Regions from separate parts of the Anser cygnoides genome. Here all the other regions are linked to region 3. The links are chromatin contacts, called in public Hi-C maps. All regions are on one chromosome and are shown on one strand. Each heading gives the region's core, a stretch centred on a gene start, on an enhancer-like site or on the middle of the called end of the contact. The rest is flanking DNA. Distances are from core to core; before and after follow the strand shown. Region 1 has its middle 53 kb from the start of NDUFA10. Region 2 has its middle 78 kb from the start of HDAC4. Region 3 overlaps HDAC4 (histone deacetylase 4).

Region 1 (4,282 bases), core at 979-3,478, 200 kb after region 3:
TGAGAGGCAATGATTTCTGAGATCCTAAGACACACTCAGATTTTTAATAAAAATAGAGTCTGTGAGAGGGACAGAGGCTGGCACTGGGAACTGAGTAAAAAACATGCTGTTTCCCTTTTAAACTGCAGAGGGACAGCACAGCGAAAGGTTTAGATCAGAGACTCGGCCCTGCAAGAGCTCGGGTAGTAAAATGTCACCTGCAGAAAATTGTATACTCAAAGCCCCCAAATACCTCCAATTATTCCTGTTAATATTCACGGTATGTTCACACCTCCACCAGGTGCCAGTACTACAGGGCCTGGGTCCTCGGCAGGACGGGGCAGGAGGGGGACGCTGCTTTCCGAGCGGCACCGCCAAGGAGCTGGGAAAGCCGGGGCAAGGGGAGGTCGTGTAAACCAACTCCGAATCACTGCAGGTTTCTTCTTTTTAAAGCCGGTCAGATAAATGTTTTGAGAAGACATATTAAAGCCGTGTCTGCTTTCTCCAGGGAACTATCAGGCTGATTTTATTTGGCCAGAGCACGGTAACAGGGTCAGGCTGTCAGCTTCTATTAAGATTTGGATGTGCGTCACTGAATGGGAAGTGCTTGGCTATATTGCTCCTCATTAGATTGCTTTATGATAAATCTAATCATTAACTTACTACACTTGGCCGATCTGAAGGTTACGTGCCTGGCTCTGCGGCGTCCCGGCGGGATGCTCACCGACACCAGCCCCATGGGGCCGAGCAAAACCCCCCGTGGACACGGCGCTGCCCTGACCACTTCCTCGCCCTGCTGGGCTGCAGCCACACTGCACACACGCCCGGGATGTTTTTGGGTGCTCGTGCCCCTCACCTCGGCTATTTGGGCCCCCTGGACCAAGCCAGGAGGCTGTCAGAGGGATGGTGCCAGTGTCACACAGCAAAGGCGGGGTCTGTGTCACAGCCCTGATGCCACTGCAGGACGGGAGGTTTGCTCTGCGGGTCTTCTGACTGCGTTTGTTTGGCCAGCGCGGGGCCCCTGCAGCACCCCTGGATGCTGGGCTCCATCCACTCGTGCCTGGTCCAAACGCATCTGTCTTGCATCCCACCGGCAACCAGGGCTTCGCACAAGTGCTTCCCATCTTCATTTGTTTTTATGATCTCATGAATTTATCAAAGACAATTAAGCCGCCCCCAGTTGAGGCATCGCAGACGAGCTGCTGGAGTCCTCCTGCTCTCCCAGAGCAGCTTCTCCAGGACGGGGAGGGTTCTCCTGCACAGGGCTTGGCACCACCAGCCCAGGCAGACCTTCTGCCTGCAAACCCAGCAGCAGCTCAGCCACGAGCTATCGGGTCTGTGCCACGCGCTGCACGGTGCGAGGGGCAGGAGGTGCCCACCGCAGGACCACCCGTCCCGCAGGGGACATGTGGCACGGGGCATGTCCCCTCCGGCCGCAGCAGGTCGAGCGGCGAGGCTTTCCCAGCCACCATCTGAACATCTCGGGGGCACCCTGGGATGCATCCGAGTGGAGAAGGCACCGGTGGGGGGACTGCAGGCTCTCCTGGGGTGCCGCGGTGGTTTCCCCACGCCCGGGGCTCTCCCTTTCAGGGTTAATTACAGTCAGGGTGAACAACCTCTGTCTTTGTTTGCAGGGGAGGCTGGGCACCGCAGCGGGCGCACCCGAACGGGGCTGGTTGGGGCCACGCTATCTCGTCTGAAACCACACACGGAGCTCCCGCCGCAGACAGGAGCAGCCTCCCTGCTCCGCCTGGGCTGCTCCCTCCCAGGCTACAAAGGGGCTGCTAACGCAGTTCAAAGTTCTCCCCGGTACAAAAAACGGTCTTTGAGCGTAATTTGCTTCAACTCGAAAGCAGCTGAAGCTAATTACACGGCAACGAAATATCACGCTTTAATATTACTTAGCTCCCCTTGGCCGGGCTGCGGCGAAACGCTGCTGTGTTTGCGATCCAGACCTGAGCGCTTTCTGATCGCCAGATAACGCCCAGCTGGACTCGGGGGCGGCGGGGCAATGGGGTGCTCGACCCACACAGCCTGGGAGAAGGGGAGGCAGAGCAGGTGCTGCAGCCCCAGGGGCGGTGGCCGGGCTGCTTGGAGCACCGGTGTCCCTCCTGCTTTCCCTGGGGAGGACCCCCTGCAGCCCCCAGCCCACGCTCTGGTCTCAGCCCGTCTCAGACCCCGGCATTCCCGTGCCACCACCGCACGGGCGCTCCCAGAGGTGATGCTGCTCGGTGTGGCCCCGGAGTAACGCTGCTGGCTGGCCCGGGAAGTCCCCCGCTTGCAAGAGCAGCCCTGCACCCCACGCAAGGGACAGGGCTGACCCAAAGGCCACCACGGGGCGCCTCAAAGCCGGGAGGATGGGAAATCCCAGGCTTGCTCACGGCGTGGGCAGCAGAAGCCGAGTTCTCAGCACAGCAGAAGTGTGCTCAGAGCCCCCTGCAGCCTGCAGCCCCCGGGCCCGGGCCCGTGCTGGCTGCCTCCATCCCCAGGCGCCGCGCGGAGCAGCAGGCTGCATTGCCACCTAATGGGGTGTGCTGGGAAAGCCCCGTGCATCCGACGGGAAACCAGCACCATGGGTACACCGGAGGCTTTGCACGAGGTGGAGGTGCTCACCCAGTTGCGCTGCGCCGGCCGAGACCTTTGTTTAGTAGTCACTGGTCAGGACGTCCCCTGCACATAAAACGGTGCAGGAGGCACAAAGCAAAGAGGACAGGGAGGAGGTGAACGGGTTGTTGTGTGCTCAGAGCTGTGCCAGGACACACCGGCGTGAGGTGACCCCTTGCGACCCAGCGGTATCGCAACCCAGATCTGAACAGGCAGGAAAAAGCTTTATTGGGTATCAAAGTCATTTTCCCCTCGCTGCCTCCATGGCTCGTAAACGCTCCTGCCAGCAGAGCATGTTTAACATTAAGCTCTTTGAGGGAGCGGATGCGGTGTCCAGCTACACGAGCCTCCTTGCCAAAGTGCTGCGTGCACGCAGGCACCACGGGGAAGCCACCCCGCAGGGACCTGGCGTGGGTGCAACGAGCGCAGCCGGGCGGGGATGGTGCGGCTGTGCCAGCCGGGCAGAGCTGGAAGGTTTTGCAGGAGGAGCCCCAGCCCCACCAGCCTGCGTGGCACGGGGCTCTCCACGGGGCTGGCAGCAGGATTTGTGGCTGCCCGCAGGATTCGGGAGCTACCTCTCTCCAAGATGCATACTGGTACGTTGGTTTTTTTTTTTGGTGGTCCTTGGGGGACCCAGGAGTCGGATTCTGTGATCCTCGTGGGTGCCTTCCCACTCGGATACTGTGTGGTTCTGTGACTTGCAGCAGCACCGCTGGGGCTGGCAGGATGGACCTGGCCTCCTGGGGAGCGTTGCACAACGCAGCGGGCTGAGCGCATCGGGGCCGGAGCGAAGAGGAAGCCGTGTCACGCTTTGGCCACGGTCCTACCACACGCAACACAGGCCCCAAGTCCAAACGGCGGCTAACGTGGGCTCCATCTGCACACCTCACTCCCACCCCGTCCTACCACGGGTAAGGCAGACGGCCTCAGCCGACACCCCAAAAAATGCCCTAACAGGTGTTGATAATCTGCAGAGATCTCTTCTCTCCTGGTTCCCTGCAATGACCCCAGCAGCAGGCAGCTCCTTCTGAACAGAAGATGAAAAACATGTCTACATATCGGCGTTAATCCTCAAAGGAAAACAGACGAGTGGAAGAGCTACTGCTCCGAGTGTTGCAATCGGGACCGGGGCTGCTCTGGGGTAAGCAAACGCCACCTCTGCGGCAGCCAGGGCTCGCAGGAAGCCAAAGCCAGGACTGACTTCACACCCCTGTCTTGGGCACTGAGGAGAGAACCGGACCCTGAGCTTCACCCGCATCCAACAAAGAGAAAAGCAGCAGGGGGGTTTGTCAAGTGCCTCCTTCCTCCCTTCTGCAGATGCTCAGTACGCCCCTGTAAGCAGGCAGAAACCGGAACCTGCGAGGACAAAAATCAACCTTGGCTCCCAAGACACCCACGGATGGTGGCAGTGGCCAGCAAATGGGCACAGCCTGGGGGCCAGTCATGCCAGGGCTGGGTGGGTCATGCCTACTTTTATCTTAGCATTTGTTTGTTCAATTTTTTTTGCAAGCACCAATTCCCTTTATGCAACAGAAACTCCTTGGTGAATTTTAAATGCAAGAATTTGATTCCCAAAAAGGAAATAAACTTCCAGACTAAATAGTGATCCCCATTTGGACTGGTTCTTCTTGTAAGCAACAAGAGGAACCAGAAAACAGCAAGCATGTAAATCAGTGGCTCAATAAATCACGCTTGTATC
Region 2 (4,475 bases), core at 1,833-4,332, 150 kb after region 3:
TCACCCACACCTGCAGAGTCTGCACTCGGGAGGGGAAATTCACCCCAGCTGCCAGCCCTGGCTGATAAGACAATCTTCCTTCATCTCTTGCTGCCACTTGCTCCACCTCTATTTTTTTTTTTATTCCAGTTGCACCCAAAAGCCTGCTCTCCCCAGCGTTTCTGCATATCCTGCTCTGCGTTTTCCCCTGATTACACCGCGTCACATTGACGTCAGCCAGGGGCATGCTAATGGGGCTTCTTTCATAACCTGCCTGCCCCAGGGCACTCGTTAAGCACTTGGGCTGCGTGATACAGGTAACGGCACTGGAGGCTGATTGCAAACAGTCTCGAGGGAACCCACGCTGGTTTTTCTGCACAGCCTCCCTGCCAGACCAGGAGCGGAGCAAACACGCTGGGAACGGGGCTGGAAAAGAGCAGGTACCTGTCTTGGCTGGCAGGCTCGCTCTGCGTGCAACAAGCAGTTTGCAGCAGTCAGTTGCACATACACTGCTGAACACAGAGCCCATACAAGGGAAATTGCTTCCAGAAAGTGAAAGAAATCAGCTTACAGCTCAGGTTGTTGCACATTTCAAAGCCTGGCATGGCCTTTTTCATTTTTCTCTTTTGTGGTGTCATGATCAGGAGAGGTCATGGGAGATGACCGCTTCTGCAGCCCTTGTCAATGGACCACACCATGGCTCATACTTCATTTGGGTGGGCTCCAGCAGAAAACCCCCATGAGAGGCTACGGGCTCAGGGGCTGCCACGAAGGGACCCGCAGGAAACTGGAGGGTGGGGACAGGGCTGTCCTCCCAGAGCTACAGGGCACATCCGTGCTCCCAGGCTCAGCAGGGCGACTCTGGAGCATGTCACCTGCACAGGACCCATGCATCCACCCCAGGAATAAGATCAAGGGTCTGGCCACAAGCCTCCAGCTTGGGAGATGCTTCATGTTTATGCACTCCAGGGGATTCACGGTGAGCATCAGCCCCATCAGGAGCGCATCAGAGTTATCCCTATACTCAGGTTGGACATGGCTGCATTACAGTGGGGGACAGGTCCTTCCACATTTCCCTTTCGCTTGAGCATATTCTGAAAAAAAAAAAATCAATAAATCAATAAAAATCTTTAAGAGTTCCCCAGCCCTGACTCTTTTGCCTGCCTACTTGGTCCTTGTTGGAGGACTACTTCAGCTGCTGGACTTCTCTTGATCAAGGAGGATTGTTTGCAATAGCTCCTGGCAAGGCAGTATGGTAAATGATGGCCCAACCAGGGATTCAAAGAGCCTGGGTTTTGGGAAGAGGGCACAAACCTGGGCTTCATTTTGGGCTACAACCCTAATTTTCAGACTTTGATCTCTCCTTCCCACATAATGAAAATCCATTTCTCGTCTTTGGGGAGTCTATTGTAGACAGAAGAGACCGGCGTGGTTTGCATATGGAAAAGAATTACTACGAGTTGCTTTTTAAAACACTTTTATTGATGTGCTCCCGGTCTCCTGTTTGCTGGTGGGTAATTAAGTCAATTAACAAGCATCTGTTTATTTATTTCCCTCGTTTATGGATGTAAGCAGTTTGGGTAGCAGTTTGTAACGAGGGCCTGCTGTAGCTTGCCTGCCGATACATGAATATTCAGGCGATCGCTTGCCTCCATCCACGGGGACTTTCCTCCTCCACCCGGTTGGGAGGGCGCAGGCTGGGACAGCTCACCCTGTGCCAGCGCCCATCCTGCACAAAACGCCTGCTTCTGGTGCAGGGACGAGCAGCACATCCCTGGAAATCCGTCATCCTCACATCCCTGCCCGGCCTAATGTCCCTGCCTGGCCTTCTGGTGGCCCTGACCTGCTGGTGGAGGTTCTGCCCCGAGGAGACTGGGGACGTGGGAGCACCCGGACGGCGCTGTCCCCGGCTGCCTTGCAAAACGAGCTCCTTATGCCCAGAGCCAAAGGCTACGAACCCGGCAGGTGACATTCCTGCGTGGAAGAAATAACTCCTAGAGATGTCTTCAAAGAGTTGTTTAATCACAGGGAGCACAATTAAGGAGGTCTAGGAGCAAGAGAAAAGGGATTAGCAGTATCTGGGAAGAGCATTCATCACGGCGAGCAGTTTGCAGGGGCACATCTGCTGCTGACTCCTCTTTTCCAGATGCACCGGTTTTATTGCCGTGTCAGCAGGATGAATGTTTACTCCCTTCTAAAGCCGTCAGGCGACTCAGATGCCGAGATCATGTAGTGCTAAGCATGCTTGTTTTGTAGAAGGGGGGAACGATGCTCAGAGATGAGGGAATTGCCAGAGTGGATGAGACTGGCCTTGCATCTTCTGCTCCTGATGCGAGATGCCATCTGCACCTCCAGAGGAGGCTGCGGGAAAGACCGTGGCCTGAACAGAAGGCGAAAGTCCTAACAACCCTTACAAAACTCCTGGGTTTTGGTAATTGCATTACCTTAAATGAACAACTGGAGCTCAGTTTAGCACTGATTGCAGCATCCAACCATTGGTTGGACTTTCCAAGAAGATGACACCATTTTGAGGTTGTCAGTGCCAGAGCAGGCATGAAGGAGAGCTGGAGTCACTGCATGCCGAGGAGGTGCAGGTGGCAGCGGCGAGGGAGGGAGGCACACGTGGGCAGCAGTGGGGCTACACCTGCCTGGGGGTCACAGCTGCTGTTTGAGCGGCGAGCTGTTTTCATCCACTGCTGTCCTGGGACACGTGGAGGATGCCTCGCGAGGCCGAACCTGCTGGATTCCATCTTGACTCTGGCCAGGCTTTGCCAGAGGAGCTGCTCTGCTGGTCACTGGGAGCAGATGGCCTTGTTAAAACAGAGCAAACGCTGCCAAGACCTGCTGCTTTTATGAGCTGCCAGGGTGCGCGCTGGCTGGGAGGTGGCACACATCCATCTCCTCCCCATGCCTACCATGGCTGGCTGCCTGCCCCAGCTGCCCCCGCAGCCGTGCCCGACCTGACGGTGCCTTGTGGTGTGGCAAGGTGAGGGGAAACAGCCCTGCATCCCCACCGTGTCCTTGCTTTCCTCCTGCCTGCACGCCTCCTCTTTCCCCCACCTCCACCTCCCCCTGCTACTGTCTCAATGCTTGCAGCTGAGAGCACGCCAGGGTGCTGACATGACCACGGCTGGCAGGAGAAGGCTGCTATTGATTATTGCTTCATATATTTGCAGATAAAGTTGCAGTTTCTGTCTTAAATTAGCATGGTGAGATCAGAGTCTGCAGCAATACCGTACAGCCTGTGCCCGCCAGCTAATGGGAGCGTGTCAAAAGCTCTCAGTGTGTTTCACCTCACCTTGCCTTCCTTGTCCCACTTTTTCCAGCGTGGCAGTATGGGGAGGTGGCTCTGGGCTGTCCGTGTGCCCTGTGACCATGCTTCATGTTGGTCCCAACAACCACACTGCAGAGAGGTCCAGCTAAACACACTCCATGGACATCCCACCAGCCACGCTGCATGGAGGTCCTGCCAACCTCACTGCATGGAGATCCCACCAGCCAGCTGTAGATGGGGCACAGCATGGTCCCCAGGCCAGCATCAGGCTCCATGGTGTGCCCAGGACACGAGGGGGGTGACAACAAACCAACCTCAGCACAGGGAATGCTGGCTTCAGCCCCTGCCCCTCTCCAGGGCTGTCACCACGGACCCACTGCCAAACACCACCAATTGCAGGCTGACTCCGGGCTTGGGGCGTGGAAACGTTCTTTGGCAGCAAAGCCAGATGGAGACATTCTGCTTCCACTGGATGGGATCCCACAATGGGTGGGATCTGGATTAAAAACTAATAATAAGCTGCTCCTTGCCAGGTTTTGGTATCTGGCCTATTCCAGTGTTTCATTCTGCATGTGCATTTTAGGGAGCAGGGTGGGGGGACAACACAACAACAGAGGCAGTGAACTTCAGCATTAGGGCAAGTACAAAATGCTGGGACGTGGGGCAGGAGGGGAATTTCTTCCTCCCACTTTGCCCCCAGAGAAACCACGCTCATAATTGCATCCTCCGACCTCTCATTTAATCCGACCCCACATTTAATTCTTTTTAAAGTCTCTGGAAGACACACATGATGAATGTGTACTATTTTCCTGGGCAAATGAAATGATATAGTTTCCCCCAAGGAAATTATTTCTATTCCACACCTTTTCCTTAATCCCACACAATTTGAGAGGCATCTGATTTATGGATTTTAGAGGTTCTCTTTCCCCCCACTGCTGCCAGTAACAAAACGGATTGTGTGTTACTTTGCGTTGGGTGGGGATGAGCCGTCTCTGCTGGTGCAGGGCTCAGAGCACACCACAAGGCAGTGTGTTCGTTGAGCACACCCCACGGACGTGGTGCAGGATGAGGAGGGAGTCAAACCACTGCCTCTGTGTGCACGGGCTTCAAAGAGCAGCACAGGGTTCCTTGGTTGTGCAAAGCGGCTTCTGAACCCAGGGCATGCCAGGGGTTGTCCACATGGAAAGCACAGCATGCATACGGCGTTTGCTTCTCGGTATTC
Region 3 (4,571 bases), core at 1,309-3,808:
CCAGATCTGCCACCTCACTCTGTATTTGCCACCCTGCAAATCATCAGTCTCTTATAAAACATTCAGCTTCACGTTGTTCTCCCTTCCAAAAAGCTCACCTGCAATGCATAAACGAATGGGTGATTTTTAAAATATTTTTTTTATCTAATTACCAGCACTGTTTTGAGCAAAATACACTGTGCAGTACACGTACGGCACTTTTGTACAAGTCAGAAACACCCCGGTTTTTTAGCAATATTTTCTAAACTACTGCAACACAGTCTGTTCATTCTGTCCTCCATCGATACAAACTATTGATCAGTGTCACCACAAAAAATCCAGCAAATACGTAAAGAGAGAGGAGAAGAAATTGAGAGCTGACTGCAAAGGAGGCAGCTCGGTGCCCTCACGGGGCAGAGAATATCGGCAAGCACTGTGAAAGGGGAGCAGGGGACAACGCAGGACTCCAGGAAAGGTGCAAAGCACCTGGGAAATGGGACACAGCCAGGAAAAAGCACACCCTGACAGTGCTGCCTGGGGCTGGAAGCCTGCTCGCTTTTAGTATTTCTTTGGAAGCTTTACCTGTGAAAGGAGAGGGAAGACAGGTTTATGGTATTTGCTTTGGAGCAAATTAGCCAAGCAAGTGAGAGCCATCAGCGCAGCTTTGCCGTACTGGGGAGGTGATGACACAGGGACCAGTAGGTACCACAGTCCCTGCCCTTCCCAAATCAAGCAGCAAGGCAGGCTCTGAGCGTTTTTCTGGCAGGTGAGGACAGGCACAGCTCTCACAACCTGAGCGGCACATCCTGATAAAACACCTGGGGAAGAAGCAGCCTTTAAAGCATGGCTGACCTTCTCTTCCAAAGAAACGAGAAACTGCAGTACACAGAAAAAAAACACATTATCTGCGGGCTGCAAAGCTATTTCACTCATTCTCAGATTGTAATTACCACCACAAAGCCCATATTTGATCATCTCTGGCTAACTGGAGCAAACAGAAGCGTTTTACATATGGGAATCCCACTGAAAACAAACCATGGCAAGCTTGCACAGCTGGTTAACTACACAACAGTGCAGCGAGGGATGTCTGGAAATAACAAGGAGAATGCAAGATGCTGCCCATAAGCAAGGGAAACCCATTTTGGGATGTCCAGAGGGATGGAAGGGGAAAAAACAAACAAAACACAACACACACTCTGTCTAGGCCGCTACAGACTTCAACCCATAGAAGTAGTATTTGGAAGAATTAAAAACCACCCACAAAAACATCCTCTCGTTTTCCTCCTGGCTGAAGCTGCACCTCGCGTTGCAATGTACGTGACCTGGAGCGACGTTGCTGACTCTTAGACGGGGGCCTTGGGCTCACACCAAAAACCAGCTGTGTACCAAGCAGACTGTTCAGTTCGGGGGGCTGGGATTTCCAGAAGTTACAGGACTCCAAGTTTTCTGCAGAAAGTTCATGCTGTGATTTACATTGGAAATCGTAGTTCCCGATGTTTTCACAAAGCCTTGGGAAAACACCATCCCCGCAAAACGCAGGACAACAGTTACAAGATTACAATTACCAGATTAATACAAGAGTATTAGAAACACTACACACATGCCCACTTTTTGCTAAATGCTTTAAAAAAAAAACAAAGTCACCTAAGAGCAAGTACACAGCTTCACTGAGTCCTCCCTCTCCTGAGTTCCCTGCGATTGAGCTGAAATGCTTCACAGCCACTGCTCAGAGCCATTTCACTGGTCTGGCTTCTGCTTCTTCACCGTGGACTCGGTGTCTGCAGCTAAAACCTGCAGTCACTGGAGAAGATCCGAAGCCTGGAAGGGGTGAAAGCTTTAGCGAGGTCAAGAGCTGAATTACTGCAATTAAAATCCTTCAGTAGTAACGCGGGATCAATTAAAGACAGAAAAACTTGCGGTTTTCTCTTCTGTAGCTGCTTGCACCTCCACGCCCAAGAAACTAAAGCGTGTACCAAGCCCACCGCGCCAAGCAGCTCCCATAAATGAAGCTCATTCAACACTTTGTGCAGTGTAAGAGATGTAAGAGTGAGGTGTAATTTGACAGCGCAAACTCCGCTTTGCACTCAGGCTGTAAAGCACACGGCTGGCTGCCGTGGGCACGCGGATTACATTCACGGCTCATACACAACAGGTAATTAAGTCGTGCGAAGAGCTGTGAGGCAGGAAAAGTTAACAAGTTGGACTGTAGCTGAACAGTGAGGCGTCTGCTGTCACTCTTTGAGAGAATGCCTGCAATTAAGGTATGTTAATAATTAAAGCAGACTAAAAAAGCACATAGTTCAATCATTTTCGATGTTATTCCCAGACTCCAAGGCCATCGCCAGGCTATCCATGCTGGAAAGCTGGCTGGTTACTCTAGTACTATTTACTTCTGAATAGAAGCACTTTACCTGAGCTAGGAGGGAAACGACAAAGCAAAGAAGCACAAGCACAAGTGCGTGTGACACGGGCTCCTCGGAGCAGCAGTCCCCGAAAGCCAAAACCTCCACGTGTGGCTTTGTCAGGACTCGTTCCTTCCTCTAAGCTTTGCTCAGATGCACAAGCACACAGCACAAGAGGGCAAATACTGGAAATTGGTTTTGTTTTCCATTTGCTGGGGGAAGAGCTTTACGGAAAGGTTCCTTCTGGTGGACCTTCGATGGCTCTGGAGGCACATGGGCAGCCTGCTCTATGGCACCAGCAGCATGTTACACCAGCTCGACGATGCACACTGCACAAACAACGAAGCCACCTCAGACAAGTCTATTTTCACTCCTTTGGACATCATTAGAAATGCCAGCAATCCCTTACAATACTGTGTTTTTACTACCCATGTAAAATTAGCATTTGTCCTCGAAAGTAGATGCTCTACAAAAAAGACAGAAGGACTTTGAACGTGCAGTTTGGAAACACGCGGATCAATGGGGCTCTTGTTTACCTGCAGTTCAGGAATTTCCCCTTTTAAGGAGGCCTGGCCAAGCTGCCCCCACTCCACGCGCAGACACTCGCTACCTGAGGCCATCACAAAACACGTCCTGAACGTGCATAACGTGGGATGCGACGGCTAAGGGATGATCCAAAAAAAATGCAGGATGCACGACATAGGCGACCACTGCAAGCATGAATGCAGAGACCTGCCTGGAAAAAATGTACAGCAGAAAAAGGAATTAGGAAAACACAGCAGGTGAATTTCTAAACACATGGGGCTTCCAGAGCAACGAGTGGCATGGAAGAGAATAAAGCAGTTTTCATTTCTGTCACCAAGTGTTTCCTCAGCAGATGACGCCTACAAAAAGGAAAGGGGCAGGGTCAAGCACGTGGATATGGGTAGGGACTGAAGGAAGAGTTGCTCTCCCTGAAGTTTCAAAGTAATAAATAAGACTAAGAAGGAAAACTCAAGTTCCTAGTACGACTCAGGGCAAGATTTCACTGTCATTAACTAATACCAAAAATGAAATAATTGCTGTTAAGCCAGAATGAGAGCAAATTCACTGCAAACCCTTTCAGATTCCCAAAAGACCAAGCCTCTTTTCAAGAACTTTTCAAAAATTAAAAAACCCCTTCACCTGAAGTCAAAAGCCAGGCAGAAGCTCACATCGCGCACACACGTACACTCTCCAGCAGTATCCGCCTGCATAACCCACGGGGAGATCAAAGAGCCGGACCGAAGACTCAGCTCTGAAAGCACTTCAGCTGCTGCACTGCCAACACGTAAAAAGGTTTCAGAAACACGTGTAGTTATCTAATAAAATCTAACTTCACCCAGTAAAGCGTCGTAAAGCAGGTGGCACTGGCCTATAGATTTTGCGTTAACTTAATATCGACAGTTTCGAGCCCAGGAGTACTACTTACAAAAAGTTTAAATAAAAAAAAAAATACAACCGAACAGGAAGGTTTTTTCACTGCAAAAGCACTGTGGAGCAACCCAAGGACTCGGAAAGCAGCAAAGAGGAAAGAAAACCTCCTGAAGAACTTCAGCCTGCAGTCTTGGGTTACAGCATGACAACAGCCTGGAGTAGTTAACAATTTCCACTTAAGCTAATAGAAAGATTTAACTTTAATTTCCACTGAACTACAACCAAAAGCTTTCCTTCAGTTTAGGGTGGAAAAAGCACTTCCCCTCCTCCCTTTTCAGCTTGCTCAGGACACAGCTAGGAAAGAAGAAGAGGCACGAAGAAGGTGCCAAAAATTAAGCACGATGTGACTGACTGCAGCTTTCTCTTGGCGCTCGGCTGCCGCTGAGGCAGCTGATCCCTCAGCACAGCCTTTCATTTCCCCACCTGTCGGGCCACACGCTATCACAAAGGCAAACCTAAAACGTCTTTTAGGATATACCTCCTCTCCCCCTGCTCTGGATGTCCCTCCGGCAGCCCTGAGTCCCACCAGTGTCCCGAGGTCCCCATCCACCCGCCTCCCGCCGCACCGCTCTGCTTGTGGGGTGAGGGAGGGCATCGGTGCTGAGTGCCCCCTGCTCACCGAGTCAGAAATGCTCTTCTTTAAAAGCAGCTGCGGGATTAAGACCTGCACTCCCTTTCAATTTCAAGTTTCAAAGCTTGCAATACGAAATGTGGAGAGAGACCATTAAACCGGTC

What was found. A called contact is a pair of places that touch in the nucleus more often than the background predicts.
Region 1: a contact with region 3 is called in a Hi-C map of liver, with 9 times the contacts expected there. The contact joins two enhancer-like sites. A contact is called at or near these places in 2 of 7 Hi-C or Micro-C datasets (both in liver).
Region 2: a contact with region 3 is called in a Hi-C map of liver, with 2.6 times the contacts expected there. The contact joins two enhancer-like sites. A contact is called at or near these places in 2 of 7 Hi-C or Micro-C datasets (both in liver).

The regions. Positions count from the first base shown.
Region 1 is chr6:13,028,478-13,032,759 of Taihu_goose_T2T_genome, forward strand. No RefSeq gene overlaps it. Among named protein-coding and RNA genes, the nearest start is that of NDUFA10, 53 kb to the right of the region's middle. Within about 2 kb of position 2,229, at least 2 of the 3 cell types and tissues checked have open chromatin away from gene starts, as enhancers often do. A contact at or near this core is called in liver, where this site is marked.
Region 2 is chr6:12,970,604-12,975,078 of Taihu_goose_T2T_genome, forward strand. No RefSeq gene overlaps it. Among named protein-coding and RNA genes, the nearest start is that of HDAC4, 78 kb to the left of the region's middle. Within about 2 kb of position 3,083, at least 1 of the 3 cell types and tissues checked has open chromatin away from gene starts, as enhancers often do. A contact at or near this core is called in liver, where this site is marked.
Region 3 is chr6:12,823,908-12,828,478 of Taihu_goose_T2T_genome, forward strand. The region is part of intron 2 of HDAC4 (histone deacetylase 4); the gene reads right to left. Among named protein-coding and RNA genes, the nearest start is that of HDAC4, 69 kb to the right of the region's middle. Within about 2 kb of position 2,559, at least 1 of the 3 cell types and tissues checked has open chromatin away from gene starts, as enhancers often do. A contact at or near this core is called in liver, where this site is marked.